Regions from separate parts of the Zea mays genome. Here regions 1 and 3 are each linked to region 2. A link is a contact called in public Hi-C data. All regions are on one chromosome and are shown on one strand. Each heading gives the region's core, a stretch centred on a gene start, on an enhancer-like site or on the middle of the called end of the contact. The rest is flanking DNA. Distances are from core to core; before and after follow the strand shown. Region 1 holds the start of LOC103638587 (ABC transporter G family member 42). Region 2 holds the start of LOC109942200. Region 3 has its middle 57 kb from the start of LOC103638587.

Evidence for each region. Hi-C and Micro-C count contacts between places; a contact is called where the count stands out from the background.
Region 1: a Hi-C map of leaf shows a contact between it and region 2, with 9 times the contacts expected there. The contact joins the promoter of LOC103638587 here to the promoter of LOC109942200 in region 2. A contact is called at or near these places in 14 of 25 Hi-C or Micro-C datasets (bundle sheath, ear, endosperm and 5 more).
Region 3: a contact with region 2 is called in a Hi-C map of leaf, with 5 times the contacts expected there. The contact joins the enhancer-like site here to the promoter of LOC109942200 in region 2. A contact is called at or near these places in 2 of 25 Hi-C or Micro-C datasets (ear and leaf).

The regions. Positions count from the first base shown.
Region 1 is chr9:79,774,959-79,777,658 of Zm-B73-REFERENCE-NAM-5.0, reverse strand. It overlaps LOC103638587 (ABC transporter G family member 42), which reads right to left and starts at 1,250. Exons shown (of 21, transcript XM_008661458.3): 1 at 343-1,250. The coding sequence starts at 758.
Region 2 is chr9:79,525,431-79,528,213 of Zm-B73-REFERENCE-NAM-5.0, reverse strand. LOC109942200 reads left to right here and starts at 1,433. Exons shown (of 5, transcript XM_035962834.1): 1 at 1,433-1,670; 2 at 2,597-2,780. The coding sequence starts at 1,433.
Region 3 is chr9:79,717,677-79,720,478 of Zm-B73-REFERENCE-NAM-5.0, reverse strand. No RefSeq gene overlaps it. Among protein-coding and RNA genes, the nearest start is that of LOC103638587, 57 kb to the left of the region's middle. Within about 2 kb of position 1,433, at least 9 of the 20 cell types and tissues checked have an H3K27ac peak or open chromatin away from gene starts, as enhancers often do. A contact at or near this core is called in leaf, where this site is marked.

The DNA of each region.
Region 1 (2,700 bases), core at 1-2,500, 250 kb before region 2:
AAGTAGTTTGAAAAAAAAAACGAAAATTGTGTTCATTTCTTGTATCCGAAAATTTGTACATGTTCCTGGTTTTGTGCACGTTTGCAAAGGTGCTCGATATGACGATATGTCCTACACTTTTGGAAGTACTAGAAGCTGAAGTTTCGTCTGGAATCAATTGTTTGGGCACCTCCTGAAGCTAAGATAAAGCGATAACGCTTGTGCTTCCGGCCACAGAAACCAGCATGCAGATTCATCTCTCACCCTGCCTCTTTTGTGTGTGTGTGTCGGCCGGAGCTAGCACTGGGCAAATTAAAGAAAACAAACAGAAGCAGGCGCGCGGCGAGCGTGTTTGTTGCGCACCTGTCGATGCGGTTGCGGAGCTTCTGGAGGAACCGCTGGTTGTCCTCCTCGGCGACGCGGAAGACGCGCTCGATGAACTCCTGGCGCTCGCCAACGCCGAGCTTCCTCACGTCCACCTCCTTGAACCGCTGCTGCTTGCCGCCGTCGTCGTCGTCGTTAACCCCGCCCACGGCGGCGGCCTCCGACAGGATGGCGGTGCGCACGCGGCTGTAGGTGGGGAGGCGCTCGATGGCGGCCCATCGCAGCGCCTCCTCGTCGTCGTCGACGCGGCCGCCGCGGCTGCTTGTCCGGGACCGGGAGCCGTGCTGCGGCATGAAGACGTCGTCGACGCCCCACGCCTCCATGCCCATGCCGCGGCCGATGCTCCGGCTCATCCGCCGCCCCGACTCCCACACCTTCTCCATCGCGCTCTCCATCGCGTGTGTGACTGTGTGTGTGTCTATATATGTGCGCGCCTGTCTCTTGTCTACCGGCCGGTGTCGCTTGATCGGTCCAGGCCGGGCAGGCAGCACCCGGCTCCCGGCAGGTGGTCGTCACGCCGCTCTTGCCTTGCTCAGACGTACTGCGTCCGCGCGCTAGACGCCTGGTGTTGCCGTGCTAGGACGGAGCTCCTCTCAGGCAAGGCCGCAGGCCGGGCGCTGGCTCCTTCTGCGCATGCATGCACGTCAGTGCGGCAGTTGGTGGTGGTGGCGGCGTGCGAGCTGCATGAGTAGCCTGGATTGGAAGGGAGGAGAGAGGGGGGTGAGAGGAGTGAGCCCGGAGGTGGAGTTTATATATATGCGCTGCTGCGGGTGGCGCGCGGGGCGGGGAAATGGCCAACTGAAATTTCCAATTGTTTTTACCAGGCCTAGGTCGCGTCTAGGAGCTACGCTGTGCTCTGGTTGGGTTGGTGGGGACTGGGGGGCGGCGGCGAAGCCCTTTTGGCTTTCGCAAGGAAGCAGGGACCGGAGGACGACTCGCGGGGGCATTTTAGCGGCGCTGCACGCGGTTGACCCGAGTCGACCGCGGTGGGTGGACACAGCCCCGGCCGGTGCTGAGTGCTGAGTGCTGAGCGCCCCACGCGGTAGGTGGACACACACAGCCGCTGCTGAGCGTGAGCGGTGAGGGCGGCGGATGCGTCGTCCGTGGACGTGGCTGCATCATATCGGCAGATCAGAACCAGATGGCAGCGCATTTTTGCGCTGTGTTGTGTTCATGCGTTGACTGTTGAGTGATGTGTTGCGGGAGCGCTGGTGGCCGGCCAGCCGATCTAGCCGCTGCTACACGTACGGTAGGAGGAGTGCCGTACCGTTCCACTTCTAGCGGTCTAGCTAGTCACTTCGTCTGCATTCCGACTTCCCAGCAGTTCAGTGGTTACGTGTCAGGTTTTGGCGCACATGGCTGCCTCTCATTTCGTTCTGTGTGGTGTGGGCAGGCCGTGTGTTTCATGACGCATCGGCCTCGCTACTCGATGGCCGGCCATTGCAGTTTTGGCGAGTTACTTATGATGGTGAAAACGGTCGGAAACGATTGGTAAACACAAAAACCATTTTCGTTTTCATATTTTTCCTCGGAAACGAGATAAAAAACGGTAACTCTAGAAACGAAAACGATATCGGTAATTCGGAAACATAGGAAACGAAAGTTCGGTACGAAAATTACACCGGTTACGATCGAAATCTAAAAATTCGATCGATAAAAACTGTAACTTGTACCCTCAATTGACTTCAAAAATTCACGTAAGTCATACATTTATATAAAATTAATAATAATATATAAGGTAGCAGGCCACAATAAATATATAAAGTAAGAAATCATAAAACAATAAAATCATTATTATGTATTTAAATAAAGTAGAATCAAGATGTGTATAATGATATGGCACTTACATTCTATTTATACACCTACTACTTGGTATAGTCAATATAATTAGTGTCCTCTTGGTACTTCTTAAGTTCTCATTCAAATTATGAATATATGTATCAAGAGTAATAAGAGGTAAGAAAAAATAAATAAGATTTATAAAAGTTTCAAACGATTCTAAACTATATATCATTAGATAAATCTTGATTTTAGAAAAATAATAAAATTATTTTTATATTTTTCTAAGCTAAGATGAATTTATTATGAATTTATAAAGATCAGTTCAGATTTAATATTTTTTCTGAAAAATACCGAATTTATTACCGACGGTAAAATACCGAATAAAAACGGTAATTTCCGGAAACGGTCGGAACAGACCCAAACCGTTTTCGTTTCCGAGTTTTTCTACCGATTCCGTTTCCATATTTTCGGTAACCGTTTCCGTTTCCGTTTAAACCTAAATTTCGGTAAAATTTCGAAAACGATTTCCGGTATCCGAAAAATACCGTTTCCGTT
Region 2 (2,783 bases), core at 184-2,683:
TTCGGACCTTCGGCATTCCGAAGCCTTCGTGTTTTTCGTGGATCGAGCTCGTTACAAAAAACGATCTAGCACCGCGAAGGGGCCACTATTGGGGGCCTTCTTCTCCGCCGAAGGTCCTCTAAGCAAAAACACCTTCGATAGAACAATACACAAGCAGGTGTGACATGAAGGTGTAAGCCGAAGCTACCATTGAAGGAGCTTTGGCATGGTGACACGCTAAAGACGAAGGACGTTACCGACTTAAAGAGGAAAAGACTGTATAGCCCTCGATAATTTGTATTGTAATTGTAATTAGCCATCAGGGTCATGGATGTAATTTTGTCTGGGCTGTGTCATGTGCCTATAAATAGATGAACAATACCCTTGTACTGTTCACGCTGACTTGTAATCACTCTCACGTCACTCCCGCTTTTTCACCTTCTGTCAAGCCGAAGGTACAAATGTAATATAAATATCATTGATGTTTATTCATGTTTATATAAAATAAGAATATGAATAGTCTAATGATTTGAAATGATTATTCATATTCCCTTTGTGTTTCATATGTCTCTGTTTATATTCTTGCTTACTGAAATGATGAAGGTATGTCCTTCATGACCTTCGTCTGAAGATCATTATATCCTAAGGGGGATAATGCTTCGAAGGACGAAGGTCTCTAATCGTTAACAGTTGTGTTGCTTTGTTCTTGGTATTTAGCATCTGAGAACAAGGACCAACAGCTAGCATAGAGCTAATCCAGAAATAATCCAACCCAAATAGGTGATCAAGGACAGGATAAACAGAGGACTAGTAAATTCTTAGGTATAAATTGTGTAAATAGGTCAGAGGACACTTGACTTCACCAACCAGCTGCTACTCATGGTCTTCTCCTGCAACTTCCTCAGACTCCACCAACGGACCGTTATCTATATGAGTGCAAACATACATTCCACATTCTTAACGTAGAGGGAAACAATACACCATACAACAAAACAGATCAATTAAACAGACATGTGGCGCAGGGCTCGCATTTACGACTATGCGAGAAAAGAAACTACGCCGGTCGAAGCTACGACTGAGAGACAGCGATTACGTTAAGCAGTTGTGGACTAAAATATTTATCTCAACATAATTATATTAATTGGTGTTCATACGACCTGCACATAAAATTAGTGCTAGATCCTAATTAGTTCGATACTCGATTAATCGTCGTTACTCTATGCACTTTAACTATTATACGAGATTCTAGGTGAATTAAAAAGGGTCGTCGAGCGGCGAAGCGCGCGACACGATGCATGACTCAAATGAAATTTAAAATGCAACGACGCGCGTGAAGCACCGAACGACGAACCGAAGCGTGCCGAAGGCACACGAGCTAGGGCTACGCGCCGAGGCCGCGCCATAGCCGCGACAAGGCTACGCGCAGGGGCCGGGCCAAGCAGGGGATGCGCGCATGGGGCTGGGCACCGCGCTGGAGGGGGGGATGGGGCCGCCGCGCCGAGGGCCGGGCACGCCGGACCGGGGTCGAGCCGCGCGAGGAAGAGCCACCGCACCGAGGGCTGGGCTGTGCAGGGGAAGGGGCGACGCGCTGGGGGCCAGGTTGCATGGGGGAGGGCGGGCCGGGGAGGGGCTTCCATGGCCAGGGGGCGCCGCGGGCAGGGGAGGGCGCGCGCAGGCAGAGAGAGGAGGAGGTAGGAGAGGGAGGGGCATACCAAGGGCTCGATGAACGGCAGCAACCACAGCTTCGGTGATCCAAACGATGGTAGGGAGAGAGTGGGAGAGAGGAGGAAGAGGGAGAGGGCAGTTTCTCTCTTCCTAGATCATGGTTGTGCGGGAGAGGGGAGGTGGGGGCGGTTTGGGCGTGCATGGGGGGAGGGGCGGCTGGGCGTGCACTAGGGCTGGGGCTGCTTCTCTAATCGATCTTGCTTGCTTTCTAATCAAATCCATTCCTTGAATAAAAATCCTAAATTAAATGAATGCACGCTTAGACATGACATTGGATAGAAATAAATATGCTCCGGCATGATGCAACAACAATATCAACTTAGGGTTTTTCATACACGTAGCATGGACACCAATCTCTATATTGCTTTGAAAATAGGAAGAAGGAGCAGAACAGAGAGAGAGAAAATGAGAGTAACGCCTGAATTTGGTGAATATTGGAGAAGAAATTTTATACCCCAAATTCAGGGTGTTATATATATGTTGTGGTTTTTTACGATCGTATTTAGATTTCTGTCGTGACCAGTGTATTTTCCGTATCGAACTTTCGTTTTCGATTCGTTTTCAATGTTTTTGAATTACTAATGTTATTTTCATCTATGGAGTTATCATTATCAATTGTTTCCAAGAAAAGCTATGAAATCGATAATAGTTTTAGTGTTTACCAACTGTATTTATCCCTAAGGGCTAGTTTGGGAACCCCATTTTTCTAAGGTCTGGTTTGGCAGACCAAAACCTAGCTGATTTTCCGGCCTTTTCCACCGGAAGAAAGCCCACACGAAGATTGTCCATGGGTTTTTCATTTATGTCATTTGGCAGCCCACAATCGGACGGAGATTCGTCCAAGAAACCCTATTTTACACTAGGAAAGAACCTTGTCCTTGGGAGGCCAGGTGATTCTCCCTCCCCACGTGCGTCTCCTCGGCCACCATCTCCACGAGCACCTCCGTCGCCGCGTCTCCTCAGCCGCCATCTCCGCGAGCACCTCCGCTGCCGCATCTCCTCAGCTGCCATCTCCACGAGCACCTCTGCCGCCTCTCCAACATATTCTCCGACGCTATCCCCTTTCCCTCGACAAGGTC
Region 3 (2,802 bases), core at 184-2,683, 190 kb before region 2:
CACGGGCCTATTATGCATGGCATCCTTCTACAACTGTAAGTATTTTCTTTCCAGACTGAGTCGATCTCGAAAAACCCGCTGACATATGGATTAAATTCTAAATCTGGACCAAAGGCAAGAAACCTTGGAAAAGGTTAATTTTGTCGGTCCGGCAAATTATATGCCATCGACCATGTTATTTCGTCGACTCTATGGTCGACGAAATTAGCTTCCAGGTGGCTATTTATTTTTGTCGGCCACGTGGCCAGCAAAAATAAAGACAACTATTTTCGTGGGTCTAACAACCGATAAAAAATGTAAATATTTTTGTTGCCTAAGTTATTCCTGTATCACATGAATTGAATGAAATTGAAAAAAAAATTAGCAGAGATTTTAACTTGCTATGGATTGAAACCCATCTAATCATCTTCAATCCACATAGATTGAAGAGAAAACGAATGGACCCTTATGCGGAAAAAGTATATGTAGCCATGCACTAGCTAGGGATATGTGAAGTTTTATTCTTGAGCAATTGGAAAATCTTTTAAAACTATTTTCTTGTCCTCACCTAAGACACGGTCTCCACATACACTGATACGCACATACTTTTGTTCCAACCTTTCACACGGCAATACTAAATCAGAAACAAGTTACCTGTTCCCCTTGTTGCGAATGAGTATTCCCACCACACATACCGTGGTAGGTGGACTGAACTCTGTCTGGTTCAGAAGATCACAAGTACAAGCGGCGCACCAATCAGTACGTCTACTCCTTCCACACCTTTACCAAACGTAACTTTAAGACTATAAATCTGCTTCCGGAGGAACCATGCAAGTGCGACCTGAAAGTAAAAAAAGTATCACGACCCTGTGGTGTATACGCAGAACCGGCCGGGTAAATTTCGCAGTAGTCCAAAAGTGAGCTAAAGTGACCAAGAAACTTGGGCAAAAAGAAGAGGCGAAGAAGCAGCAACCAGGTGACGCCGCATCTCCTGCCATCCTGTTGGTTGGGCGCCTGACAATAACCACTGAAGGACAACTAACCGAGATACTACTTACGAAGACGCATCGGCTTAAAACAAATCAGTCAAAGAATGTGCAAGTCCTGCTGTGTCTTCACGTTTCTGGCAGTATGATTAATTGCATGGATACGGATGACGATGCTGCTGGCCGGCTCATCAGTTTTTTTTTTTGTTTTTGTGCATATATAGCCATGCATTGTACCTCGACCGCCGTAAACATCCGATATGATTGCCCGACGAAGCGACAATAATGTGTGGCCGTTTTAGTGAATAGATCAGGTTCGTTTTTCTCAATCAACGCAACACTACACTACACTAGCTTGTTAGTAGAAGATTCATCTCAAGTCGACAGCTCTCAACCGTGTGTGATGATGACAAGCAGAGCAGGCAAGCAGCCTTCTACAAGCGCCACACATATGCTTGACCGGGCCGGTCTCAAAATAAATAATAAAGTGGCACGTACTAGCGCGACCAGTGCGTTGGCATTGCATTTGCATTGCATGGGATAGATCCACCGGGATACGTACATGCGTCGTGGATCGTAGTAGACGCTGAGCACTCGCAACTTGCCAGCTGAGCACACAAATCATCACACTCGATCGCCACCCTAGCTATCTGCCAGTGAAATTTTTTTACGGCCAATTATGTTAAACATTTTTACAGAATTATTAAGGCCCGCCAGCCGGCGGCATGTACATGTATATGATTGGGGGTGTTCTTTCATACGTGTTCTGGCGTTCGTATTCTTGACCAGGTAAACGTCCTGACTGTGACTGTGACTGTGAAAGCTGATGGATTTATACAGCTGTCAGCCAACATTTGTAACGGATGAACGAAATGGACCGGGTAAACTCTCCCGGTTAGACTGTGGTTCGCGTAAAATAGGGAAGGCGATCCGTTAAATTTAAAATAAGAGATAGATAGGTTTGTTTTAAATCGAGCTACAATTAAGTTTTAAGTATGACTAAATGTATAGGAAAAATACTAATATTTATGATAACGCCAAACAGAAATATTATTAAAATAGGTGGCATAATAAATCTAGTTTATTTGGCGTTTTAAACATCTTTTCTTTATATATTTTTGTATAAAATGTTTTATTATTTCAAAATCATTAATCAAATTGATTCGTAACGTGCGTTTTGTAGAAACAAGGTAGCTTAGATCACAATAACGAAAAATGATTAATGGAACTCAATGGTCAATTTTTAAAGGATGATCGAGAAGGTTAAGGCTCAGTTAGTTCTAAGTGTTTAGAGTTGTTGGAAATTTAAAGTATTATATAACCTTATTTTTTATTTAAATCATTCTATAAAGGGGGACACAAATCGAGTAGCTTAACCTAGACAAGTCTAGTTAGGTATGATGGTGCACGCTTATGAAACCCAGTGCTAGGTAAACCAAAGAGAGATCACGAGAAGTTTGAAACACAATCCAACTAAAAAAAGACCGAAACAAGTGAATCAACAATGCTGCGATAGCATCGAACATGTTTGGTGTGCACTACTGTGCACTGGACAGAATTGTGTCTTGTTATGTTTGAGCATAGTACCATCATGTCTGGTGCACACTAGATACGGTGCACCGGACACAACACTTAGAGAGCTTGAAGAAGTGGCCTAAGACACTTGTATTCACCGGACGTGTCCAGTGTATCACCATACATGGGACCCAACAAAGAGCTTAGAGTGGATGTAAATTGTGTCTGAAAGGCCAACTACTCACTAGACATGTCTCGTGTACTACCGGGCATGTCACCAGATAGGGTACATGACATTCGAGAGGACCACTTAACGCTTTTA